2 separate regions of the Ovis aries genome follow, and region 2 is linked to region 1. Evidence: chromatin contacts called from public Hi-C data. All regions are on one chromosome and are shown on one strand. Each heading gives the region's core, a stretch centred on a gene start, on an enhancer-like site or on the middle of the called end of the contact. The rest is flanking DNA. Distances are from core to core; before and after follow the strand shown. Region 1 overlaps DENND2A (DENN domain containing 2A). Region 2 holds the start of ADCK2 (aarF domain containing kinase 2).

Region 1 (5,711 bases), core at 1,023-3,522:
GTACATGGATGTGGTCCTTTGTGAAAGTTTGCCAGGCTGTGTATTCATGATCTGAGCCCTTTTCTGTAGATATATTTACTTTAAGCAAAAATGACAATTGGGGCTTCCCTGGTGGCTCAGTGGTAAAGAATCCACCTACCAATGCAGGAGGCACAGACAGGGTTTGATCCCTGGTCCGGAAGATCCCACAGGCCACGGAGCAACTCAACCTGTGTACCACAGCTACTGAGCCTGTGCTCCAGAGTCCATGCTCTGCGACAAGAGAAACCGTCGCAACAAGAAGCCCGCGCACCACAGCTAGAGAGCAGTCCTTGCTCACCGCAACTAGAGAAAAGTCCGCGCAGCAACAAAGACCCAGTACAGCCCAAAATAAGTAAAGAAATAATCTTTAAAATTGAAAGCAAGGCATATGTACTAAGAAACTTTTACAAAGGTGCTCTTCTCAATGCTCTTTATGATATTAAAAATTGGAAATATCTTGCATGCATGAGAGGGTTGGTAACATAACATTTATCATATCTGCAAAACAGAATATTACATAGCCATTGGAAATGTTGACAAAAGTGTACATTTATTCACTGAGAGGTGTTGAGTAAACAATATAATATGAAATAAGTTAGAAAAGAAAGTATATTCCAAAATATTAAGGAAGTGATCATCTTTGGGCAGAATATTGGTGTTAATAAACTAATCTGAGGCGCTTGTTACAAATTCCTGAGTCCCCACATCCAGAGATTCTCTTTCAGTCTTCCCCAACCCCCAACCATACATATCTATACACCTAGGTAATTGTTATGTTCCTATCCTTTTGGGGGGCCTTGGACCCTTTCAGATCTGATGTAAACTATGGATTCTTGCCCCCAAAATGAATGGACACACCAAATCTTGGATACAATTTGGTGGACCATGACTTTAGTTAAGAACCCCTAGTACGGGGTGAAAGGTTGACCTCTCCTCATTTTCCTCTCGTCCTTTTCTCAGAAGACTCTTTGCTCCCATCTCCTTAAAGGTCAAGAACCTCTGCTGGGCAGCCCAGGCCCCAGGGTCATTGCCAGGGTCAGAGCACATTCCTTTTGTGTGTTTTTGTAGGGTTCCTGGTGCCACCCAGAGGGAACCCACCTGGTGGGTCACTAGGCAGTGGGTTGCCCGTGGAGGGGCCCTGAGGCCTGCTTTGAGAGCATGCCTGTGTCGCCCAAGGCTTTCTTCCCACTGGGGCAGGATGGCGCCCCCCGGAGTGCAGCCTTCTCCCACGCCTCCTGCTTCCTCCCCTCGCTGCAAAAAGTTTTGATGCTCCTTTTTTCTCACTTTTTAGTTTGTGTTGGGGTATAGCCGATTAACAAAGACGTGATAGCTTCAGGTGAACAGTGAAAGGACCCAGCCATGCATAAACACACAGCCATTCTCCCCCAAACTCCCCTCCCATCCAGGCTGCCACATAACACTGAGCAGCGTTCTCTGTGCCGTACAGTAGGCACTTTAAATATAGCAGTGTGTACATGTCTGTCTCCAGCTCCCTAACTGTCCCTTCCCCCCAATCTCTCCCCCACCTCTCCCAGCAACCATAGGTTCGGTCTCTAAGTCTGTGAGTCTCTTTCCCTTTTGTAAGTTCATTCGAATCATGTATGTACCCAACGTTGATGCTGCTTCTTGATGACAACAGAAGCCCCTCCATTCATCCTACATGTGTGGCGTGTACGACTACACGTGCTGTTCTGGGCCCTACACGAGATGAGAAAATCTCTTGCAGTAAAATAGGAATGGCTGTGGGTTGCGGACTTTAAGGTGAGCAGCATCATAAACTTTAGGGCCCTAAGAATATTTTATTAACATCTTACGAAGAGATAGCCTCTTTTTGTGTATACCTGTAAAAGTGGTGGAATCCCGGGCAGGGGCGCGCTCTGCGGCCTCTGAGGGAAAAGAGGCCGTCCAGGAGAATCAGGACCATTTGGGACCAGAGGCGTTGGCGACGTGACGACAAGTGGGCTCGGCCAGCAGGTGGCGTCACCGGCCGGGCTGAAAGAGCTGTTCATCCCAGGAAACCAGATCCTGCTGCTGTCCCGTCCTCCTTTCCAGCACAGACCGCACTCCACTCCCTGCGATCCTTTCCCAGAGAGGACTCCCGCCCTGACACCCGCGGCATGGGGTCTGCAGTGCCCGCGGGTGTTGCCACGGTGTCTCTCCCTTGACCCCCCAATCTGTCCCCAGTTCTGCCACGGGGAGCATCTCGGTTCCAAGTCCCTGGGGGCAGCTCCTTCCCAGTCTCCTCCCCTTGGCTCCAGCATGAGCTGCCAGGCAGGATGAACCCGGGAAAGGTTCATGACACAGGACATGACAGCTGTCTTAGCCTTGGCGTAATAAAAAGAAAACCCAAACACTTTTCTTCTTCTTTTTTAATATCTAAGATTAAAAAAAAAAATAAACAAACGCCCCGAATCCAACAAACCAAAACAATCCCTTTGAACGTGCCTGGTCCCAGGTCCCATGTCCAATGCTGTTCTGAAGAAGCTGCCTGCCTGCAGCTCTGGGGTCCTGTCCCTGAGGACACCCCAGGGGTGGGCGGAAACCATCCAGGCCTTCATCCCAGCACCTGGGACAACCAAGGACTGGCTTCTCAGGAAGGCCGCCAGGACTATTTTTAAGACGTGGTTGCCCTGGGAGGAAGTTTTCCCTGGATTCTGGGTTGAGGGCTATTTCTTGTGGAGAAACTTCATTTTATTGCCTAAAAAAAGAAAACAAGAACATCGCACCAGGCAGACAGAGGAGCTGAGTTAAAATCCTGCCCTTTTCACACCAGCTGTGGTGTGGACAGCTGGGGCTCCCACACCGCCCCCCGAGCTTCACCCCAGGGCCCAGGAGAAGTTGGGGGGGGATTCCCCTGCCTGCGTGCCCCCTGCACTCCTCATGCGCCTCCCCTGTGAACAGGGATCTTTTGAAGGGAAGACTGTCAGAGCTGCAGACTATCAGTTGCTTCTGAAATGATGACACAGGAAGCACGGACTGTCACGCCTCCCTGGGAGCCGAGGGGGGACAAACGCAGGCCCAGCCTTGCAGGAGGTCGGTGGTCCCTTCCCAGGCACCAGCCCCCGGGTGAGGCTCTAAGCAGGACCCCTGCAGGCCCTGCGGGGGCTGGCCTTACCGCAGCTCTTCCTCACTGGGGCCTGCTCCCTCCCTCTCTCATGCTTTTTGCTTTCTTCTCCTCCTCCATTTCCTAGCAAGGGCCTTTTTTGGCTGGTTAAACTGCAGTCCTTACTGAAATTTTTACATTTCCACTATTCAGGGTCATCTGGAGACTGGCCCAGGTCTCTACCTCCAGGCCCCCTTCTCTGGTTCCATTCATCATATTTCTAAGCCCCACTCCCCAAAAGACTGAAGCTGTGGGAGGTAAGACTGAAAGAAGAGCAACGCAGTCAGGGCCCAGGAGGGCAGGGAGGGGGCCGTATGTCCTTAGCTTCCGCTCCGGGGACAGGGCAGGACAGGAGGGTGGTAAGATGCCAACTGGGCCCAGTGGGCGCAGGCCTCAGAGGTCAGCGTCATGAGCCCCGGCCCCAGTGGCAGGAACTGGCCAAGACCCCGTGGCCCCGGGGGCTGCTGCCGGGAACCCAGACCCCTGGGCCTCACCTAGTCCCTTCAGGAACTTGTTGACACCGCTGTGTTCTCCGCTGGGGAGTGTTTCCAGGTACTCCTGGGCTCGGACCTCAAATAGACCTGTTGACAAGAGAAATCCTAACTAGTTTAGCTCCTTCTCTCGTTGCTTCTACACGTGTTCGTTTCCTTACTGCTGCAGACAAGAGAAGCTGAGACGGAGCTGCTCTATAAACATGCTCTGAATTGTAAGATTTAAAAGGGTTTTTTTTCCTGACCTTATAATTGCCCAGCCTTGTGCAGTAACTGTCTTTGGAAAGCTGTAAAGCTAGCTCGTCCATGAAGTCCTGTTTTCCCTCGACGAACACCTTCCAAGCACCTGCACTGTGTCAGGCCTGTGGTTTCAGAGAAGAACCAGACAGTCCTGGCCCTTCCCGTCTCCTTGAGATCTCCCGTAAGAGGGCCCCTGACCAAGTGGCCTGCCTCCTGGGAGTCTGGCTCCTGTCTAGGGACTCAGGAGGGCGGGGCGGGCGGGTCACCTCATCAGGCAGGGACCTTCGGTTCTCACCCAGGGCTGGAGCCTCAGGCTACTGTCTTCATCTCCCCCTGATCTTCTATCAAACAGTGATCCGTGGGTGTACTCGGGAGGCCTTCTAGTGAATTCTTCATCAGGAGTCGTGTGCCTCCTCCTAGGCTCTAACCCACCTTCTCTTGTCTCTCCAGATACCCTCATCAGAATCATCTGAAGTACGACAGCCCCCCTTTCTGCATTGCACAGAGCTCTGGGGATGTGGAGCTTTGCTGCCTTAGCTCAGGGTCTGCGATCACGGCACCAGAGGACACCCAGGCCTGGGCCAGCTGCTCCCGCACCCCCGACCCTTGTCACTGGGTGGCCTCTCCTCAGGGTTAATCATCTATCTGTCTCTCCGGTCCTCTGGCGTAGGTCCCACCTGGGGCAGCCTTTCCTGATATTTCTAGCTTTCAGATTCCTCAAAGGACTTAAAGAGCATGGAAGAAAGAGATAGGAACGGTTTCATACTCTTCCGCACACTTCCCAATCCTGATCTCTAGAGGCGTGATGGAACCCAGGGACAGGGACACTGAGGGAGACAAGGAGAACCTGAGGAGCAGAGGACGGGGGTGTGGGGGTGTGTGTGGACAGAGGGCCCTTGGGCTCCCCAGGCCGGGGAGGGGGGTCTCTGCTGTCCTCCTTTCCTGCAGCCAGCTCGCTGGGCGTCAGTGGCGGCACATGGAGAGGAGGGTGCGGGCCAGCTTCTCCTCCTCTGTCCAGCCCCAGGGCCGAGGGGAGAGGGTGAGGAAGGAGGGCAGAAGGGACAAGAGGAGACGGAGGAGAAACGCCACCGAGAGAGGAGGGAAAGGGTGTCTGTGAGAGTCTGGTCAAGCTGGGGAGACGAGGACAGAGGAGAACTCGCTCGGGAACCAGGAGTGGGGTTCTGGGCGTGGGGAGCAGAGGGAAAGCGACAACCCCGACCTTTGGCATCCTGCCGGCGCAGCTCCCGCTCCTGGATGAAGCCCCGGAACGTCTGGGTCTCCATGAAGACTTCCAGGAACCGGCGGAGGCTCTTGGAGGAGACGGCTTTGCGGAAGGCCTCTCGCTGCAGCTGCAGGGTCCTCTCCTCGCGCTCGCCCGCCGTCAGGAACAGCGAGTAGTGGCCCACGATCTCCACGAAGAAGCGGACAAAGGCTTCAGACACCACCTCGTTCAAGGGGCTGGACTCAGGGCCTGAGCAGAGCAGGGGAGGACCAGGACCGCTGAGGGCGGAGGCAGAGCCTCTGGGACGAACCAGTCAGAAAAGACAAGGATGCTATTCCAGGTCCCTGGAAGGCCGACTGAGATGATCCATGAAAGACGTTCCCCACAGTGAGCCTGTCATTTCTTCCCTACCTTTAAACAGATTTTTTAGAGCTAAACTGGGGGTGGGGTGGGAAAGGTTTTTCCTATAACTCGCTGCTGAAGGGGATGAGTGCCAGCCTCTCTCCTTGCACACCTCGCTGCCCATTTTCCGACTTAACCCCATGTCAGGTGGACATGCCCATAGTTCATTGCTCCCCGACTCCAAGGATGGAGGCGGGGGGAGTCTGGGAGGTGCCTGAGCATTTACCTCGCT
Region 2 (5,711 bases), core at 935-3,434, 110 kb after region 1:
CTCCTTGCTATTCTTTGGACCTCTGCATTCAGATGGATATATCTTTCTTTTTCCCCTTTGCCTTTTGCTTCTCTTCTTTTCTCAACTATTTGTAAGACCTTCTCAGATAATCATTTTGCCTTTCTGTATTTCTTTTTCTTGAGGATGGTTTTGATCACCACCTCCTGTATAATGTTATGAACCTCCATCCATAGTTTCTCAGGCACTGTCTATCAGATCTAATCCCTTAATCTATTTGTCACTTCCTGTGTATAATCCTAAGGGATTTGATTTAGGCCATACCTGAATGGTGTAGTGGTTTTCCTTACTTTTTTCAATTTAAGTCTGAATTTTGCAATAAGGAGTTCATGATCTGAGCCACAGTCAACTCCCGGTCTTGTTTTTGCTGACTGTATAGAGCTTCTCCATCTTCAGCTGCAAAGAATATAATCAATCTGATTTCAGTATTGACCATCTGGCGACGTCCATGTGTAGTGTCATCTCTTGTGTTGTTGGAAGGTGTTTGCTATGACCAGTGGATTCTCTTGGCAAAATTCTTATTAGCCTTTGCCCCATTTCATTTTGTACTCTGAAGCTTGGAGGGTATAGTTAATGGCTGGCCATACTTAAAACCAGCGGAGTTAGGTATGACTTCTGTCTTGGGAACTTCAAAAAGGGTCTGCACATCTTGGGAAATGGGAGTTGGATTGTTAGCCTGCAGTGCAAGAGTCACCAAGTTTTCCCGCAGTCCTTAGGCTGTGAGTGGCAGTCACACTTCCAGCAGCAGGCATGGGCCACGTCTCCAGGGTCTTTCCACTTGTGAGTCCCTGGCAGACTTCTCTGGAAGGCTGTCACCCACGTAGAGATAAAGGGTCGTGAATGTAGAGGTGACTGTGGTACCCCAGCGCAGTCAGCCTCCAAGCCCCAAACAGCAGAGCAGATGCCCACTGGCCTTCCCTGGCTGTCCTGACTGATTTCCAAGCTCTGCTCTGCTCCTCTTTGCTTTCTAGGGCTATCTGGCCTTCTCTGGTTCTTCACAGTTTAAAAAAACTCCCTCAGAACCTCACAGCAAACATCTTCCTATTTGGGGGCTTAATTCTTTTTGCGGCTGAACACCCTCCCACCCGTACCACCCTCCCCTCTTCTCCCAAATAGCTGCCATCCTGGGGGGTTCTCCTTGTTGCCCAAATCTTGGCTCTGTGCACCAGTGCCAAACAGAAATATGGAGACAGAGTTATGGAGGAGAAGGAAAGAGCGGCTTTATTCATTCGCCAGACAAAGGGGGAACACAGTAGGCTAGTGCCTCAAGAACTGTGCCCCCCTCCCTGGTAAAGAGGGAGGGGTTATATAGTCTGGCAAGGTACCTGAGAAGGATCAAGACGGTAACAGTCTTGCATTCTTCTTCTGCAAAGTTTCAAAAGGGTGAGGTTGCTGACAAGGTTAGGGTGTGCAGCGGCTTGGATGGTTAGGTCTCCTAATTCTTGAATACCCTTTAATCGTGCCTCAGGTGGTTTCCTGGCTGCTCCTCCCTTGATTAGCAACTGTTCTGCCCTTTGGGACTCAGAGAAGGTCATGGAGGCTGGAGTCTTGCCTACAAGAAATGGGGGACAAAGAGACCTTCGTGTCCAGGAGCCCCGCAGGGCCCAGCTCGGCATCGTCCGCATTGTTCCCTTCTTTCATGGTGAGATCTTCCTCAAAAGTGATGAGCCTGCAAGGTCAGGATGTGTGTTTCCATGTTCCCAGGACCTCGCACGGTAGATATTATTGAGCCTCGATAAATATTAGATGGAGTTTAAGAAATATAGACTTGGTTGAATGAATGATCACTCTTTCCGGAGCCACAGCCCCGGGTTCAAACACGTTCCCCAAATCAGGGCAGCCTGGGAATCCCGCCGTCCAAGGACAACACCCCCCACCCAGCTCCTCCCACCACCCTCCCGATCCCGCTCAACTGAAAACCAGACCTTGTTCAGGAACCGGCTATCAATATCCCCGGCATTCCCGCGTTTCCACGCTGTTTGTAAGGAAAGCTACAATGTCATTGGAGAGACAGAGGCACAGTGGAGAGACCGGGTGTGGAGGGCGCGTTTGGCGTTAATTCTATTTGTGGGACCCCAGGACCCGAGGGCCGGGTGAATCTCTGCCGGAGTCTGGGTCGCGTTCGCTTTAAAGGGGCGGTTCCCGAGCCGGCGGGCGGGCGGTCCCGGAAGACGCGCGTCGCGCGGCCTGGGCGTCGGGATCCCTGCTCCCCGGCCCCCCCGGGTCCGGATCCCCGGTCCTCGGACCCCCGGCCCCTCCGAGTCCCTATCTCCGGTACTCCGCTCCGCGACCCTCCGCTCCCCTTCCCCGCCCCTGGCGCCCAGACCTCCACTGCCCTTGGGACCTCGGCTCTCTGGAGCCCCCACCCGACTCCTCCCCACCGCGCGCTCGCTGCCTTGGTCCTCGACCGTTCGCGCTGCCCCCGCCCCCGGCCCCAGCTCTCCACCCCTCGCCTTATCTGGTTCTTCCTCACCCCCATCAGGCTCTCCGCACCGCGGCCCTCCGATCGGTCCCCCTCGCGCCCCTCTCCGCGCAGCCCTGCTGCGTCCTGGCCCTCGGCGGGTGCACTCTGGCGCCGGCGGGCGTGCGCGGTGACCCTGCGGTCGCCCGGCTCCGTCTCCGCCCGCGCGGCCACCTCGCGCAGGTCACGTCCCTGTCCTGGGGACTGCACACGGGCGGCCAGGTCTGCGCGCCCCCTTCATCTCGCTGCTGCCCCGCTCTTAAACGGAATACTCGGCGGAGGCCCGGACTCATGTCGTCCTTGCGGAAAGAAGGAACATAGATGGGCCCTCCTTAAGTGGAGGCAGGCAGCCGAGGCCGTGACCTCTGGGAGAGGATGGTGACCCCCTGGCGCTTCTCTCTCAGGGTCTGCTTGGCGCACTTGAGAGGTTTTGCGCTCAGAAAGGAACTCGGCCTTCTGAGACCCTCTGGGGGCTGTCGCAAGGCTAGACTCTGTTGGCTTCTGCTTGGCACTTTGCCCAAACTCGTCTCCACCTGTGAGGACATTGGCAAGGGGGCTCCGGAGAGCGTACGTCGACAGACCACCAGTTGGAGTGACCTGGCTGAAAATGGGCCGCTGGAAAGAGTCCCTACGGAGGGGCGGCTGGGCTGGCTCCTCCTGCACGTGCGCATCTGGCTCAGAGCAGGGGCTCTCTTGGTGAAATTCTTCCCCCTCCTCCTACTCTATCCCCTCACCTATCTGGCTCCCAGTGTCTCCAGTCTCTGGCTCCACCTGCTTCTGAAAGCCACCGAGACCTCGGGCCCCACCTACATCAAGTTGGGCCAATGGGCCAGCACCCGGCGGGATCTCTTCTCAGAGGCGTTCTGCGCCCAGTTCTCCAGGCTGCACGTCCAGGTGTCGCCCCATCCTTGGACTCACACCGAACACTTCCTGCGCCAGGCCTTTGGGGAGGACTGGGAGAGGGTCCTCTTCTTTGAGAAGCAGGAGCCAGTGGGTTCCGGCTGCGTGGCCCAAGTGTACAAAGCGCGAGCCAATCCTGCCTTCCTGGAGAACGACAGCATCCAGAGACTGGCTACGGCCTCCAAACTGCAGCTCTCCTCGGAAACTGGGGCAGCTGGGGGGCTGGGCGAGCTCTCTGGACGCCTGGAGAAGGCGGGGAGGCCTCAAGAGAGTCTTGCCGACCAGTCGTTTGTAGAAAGGCTGCTCTTCCCTAAAGCGGACCTGGTTGGATCCAATGCATCCTTGTCTCAGGCTTCAGGGACCGCCCATGAACAGGAGCCAGATCACCTCGTCCCCGTGGCCGTGAAAGTAAGTGTTCTGATGTTTGCAGCCAGGCCCTCCCATCTCTAAAACCTCACCAACTCCACGGGGCTACCCAGGTCAGGATACAACCCTTTGCAAATTACCCCATGGTGCCTTCCGTTGATTTCTTTCAGCTTGACCATTATCTGAGTACCTGTGACACACAAGCTGTTTGATTTCTTGGCTTGAAGGAGAGTGATGCGAATGGCCTGAAAAAGGAAGATGAAGAGGCTGTGGAGTTGGCTGTCTCTGCGGGGGGAGGACCCATCATCCATCCGGCTGACCTCTTGGCTCTGGGGTCAGGATAAATGGGAGACAGACTAGGTTAGGTGTTACTGTGGCAAATCCAAGAGGGCAGCGTTCATTTTTACAACATCAGCTTCCTTCTCGGTTCATTTCCAGTTACCCCTGCCCGGCTCCATCATCTCTCCTCTCCACACCTTTCCATTCCTGATCCGAACACCCCCAGGAGAACTAGCGGTCCTAGTAGCCAATACCCTGGTGCTCTCACCCTCACAGAAAAATCCCTCCCATGGGTGCCTCACTGAGACAGGCTGAATTCATAATTTCCAAGGGGAGAGCCTGACCTGGCCTTTTATAATTGCTGCAAATGAGTCGCAACATCAGGCATGTTTAGGAAACACTTGTCCAAAGTATCTTTAAGTTTCCCTTTGCTCTGTGGGAGACTAAAGGAGTAGATGTGCCATCAAGTCAGATGCTTTATTTCATATGTATGAGGTACCTGAGATGGGCATTTTTTTTTTTAAACAGGTTCAAAAAAACATTTGCTTATTTATTTGGCTGTGCTGGTTCTTAGCTGTGGCACGCGGGATCTCCTTCTCCCAACAAGGGTTGAACCTGGGCCCCCTGCAGTGGGAGCCCAGAGACTTAGCCACTGGATCACCAAGGAAGTCCCTGGACTAGTTTTTCTTACATGTTTATTTACATTCCACTTTATTCTGAAAAGGATTTGTGGTGGAGGTAGAGGCTGTGATCTGCGTGTTTTAAATGATGGAACAGGAGGCTGAGAAGAGGCTTAGTGGCCAGTCCAGTTTCATACAGGAGATGAGTTATAGAACTGGAGTGTTTGAAACCCAGAGCTCTTTGCATCTCACCTCTGGAGTCCTGTGACTCTAGAGCAGTATTTTGCAGGCTTGGGACTACCTGACCCAGTTACCTGGACACTCAGTAAAATGCACATTTCCACCCCGCCTCCCAGCCAGTCTGATTCAGTAGGTCCTGGAGGAGGCTGGGGCTCCACACTTTTACCAAGCAGCCTATGTTGGCTTTTATGCTCGCTGATGTTTGGGAGCCGCTGATCTAAGCTCAGTGTATCTGGAAGGGAGGCCAACCTATTCTTCCCAGCAAAGCTGAGTGCCGCTCAGGGGAGCAGCCCTCCTGTCCACTCAGGAAGGCACAAAGGAATGGGTGTTGGACTTGCTTCCCCTCGGCCAGCTGATTGTCCTTTTTTTTGCTGGGGGGTGGTGGGGGGGACGTTGCCTGCACCACAAGGCACATGTGACCTTCATTTCTCAACCAGGGATCGAACCTGCACCCCCTGCATTGGAAGCACAGAGTCTTAACTGCTGAATTGCCAGGGAAGTCCCCTAGACCTCTTTTGATGGTGGGACCCAGCCCTGGCTAGGCAAATGTGCCCTCCTGATTGATCCCTCCTCTGTCTCACTGTTGCTCTCCTGGCAGGTGTTGCACCCCGGCCTGCTCGCTCAGGTGCAGATGGACCTGCTGCTGATGAAGATGGGCAGCCGGGTCCTCGCACTTTTGCCAGGAATCAAGTGGCTCAGCTTGCCTGAGATCGTGGAAGAATTTGAGAAGCTCATGGTGCAACAGGTGAATTCGCCTTCTCTCAATCGTAAATAGCACATGACAGTTTTTGCTGTTAGTAGCTGCTTAGTAAATGCTGAATGGATGA

The links. A called contact is a pair of places that touch in the nucleus more often than the background predicts.
Region 2: a Hi-C map of liver shows a contact between it and region 1, with 4 times the contacts expected there. The contact joins the promoter of ADCK2 here to the enhancer-like site in region 1. A contact is called at or near these places in 13 of 16 Hi-C or Micro-C datasets (blood, hypothalamus, liver and 7 more).

Annotation. Positions count from the first base shown.
Region 1 is chr4:105,303,404-105,309,114 of ARS-UI_Ramb_v3.0, forward strand. DENND2A (DENN domain containing 2A) reads right to left here. Exons shown (of 20, transcript XM_060415154.1): 17 at 5,706-5,711; 18 at 5,075-5,326; 19 at 3,619-3,705; 20 at 2,376-2,719. The coding sequence ends at 2,688. LOC132659769 (a long non-coding RNA gene) reads left to right here. Exons shown (of 2, transcript XR_009600547.1): 2 at 1-2,670. Among named protein-coding and RNA genes, the nearest start is that of MKRN1, 37 kb to the left of the region's middle. Within about 2 kb of position 2,273, at least 5 of the 54 cell types and tissues checked have an H3K27ac peak or open chromatin away from gene starts, as enhancers often do. A contact at or near this core is called in liver, where this site is marked.
Region 2 is chr4:105,416,633-105,422,343 of ARS-UI_Ramb_v3.0, forward strand. ADCK2 (aarF domain containing kinase 2) reads left to right here and starts at 2,185. Exons shown (of 8, transcript XM_004008109.5): 1 at 2,185-3,787; 2 at 5,483-5,629. The coding sequence starts at 2,855. LOC132659768 (a long non-coding RNA gene) reads right to left here and starts at 2,147. Exons shown (of 3, transcript XR_009600546.1): 1 at 1,944-2,147; 2 at 1,344-1,570.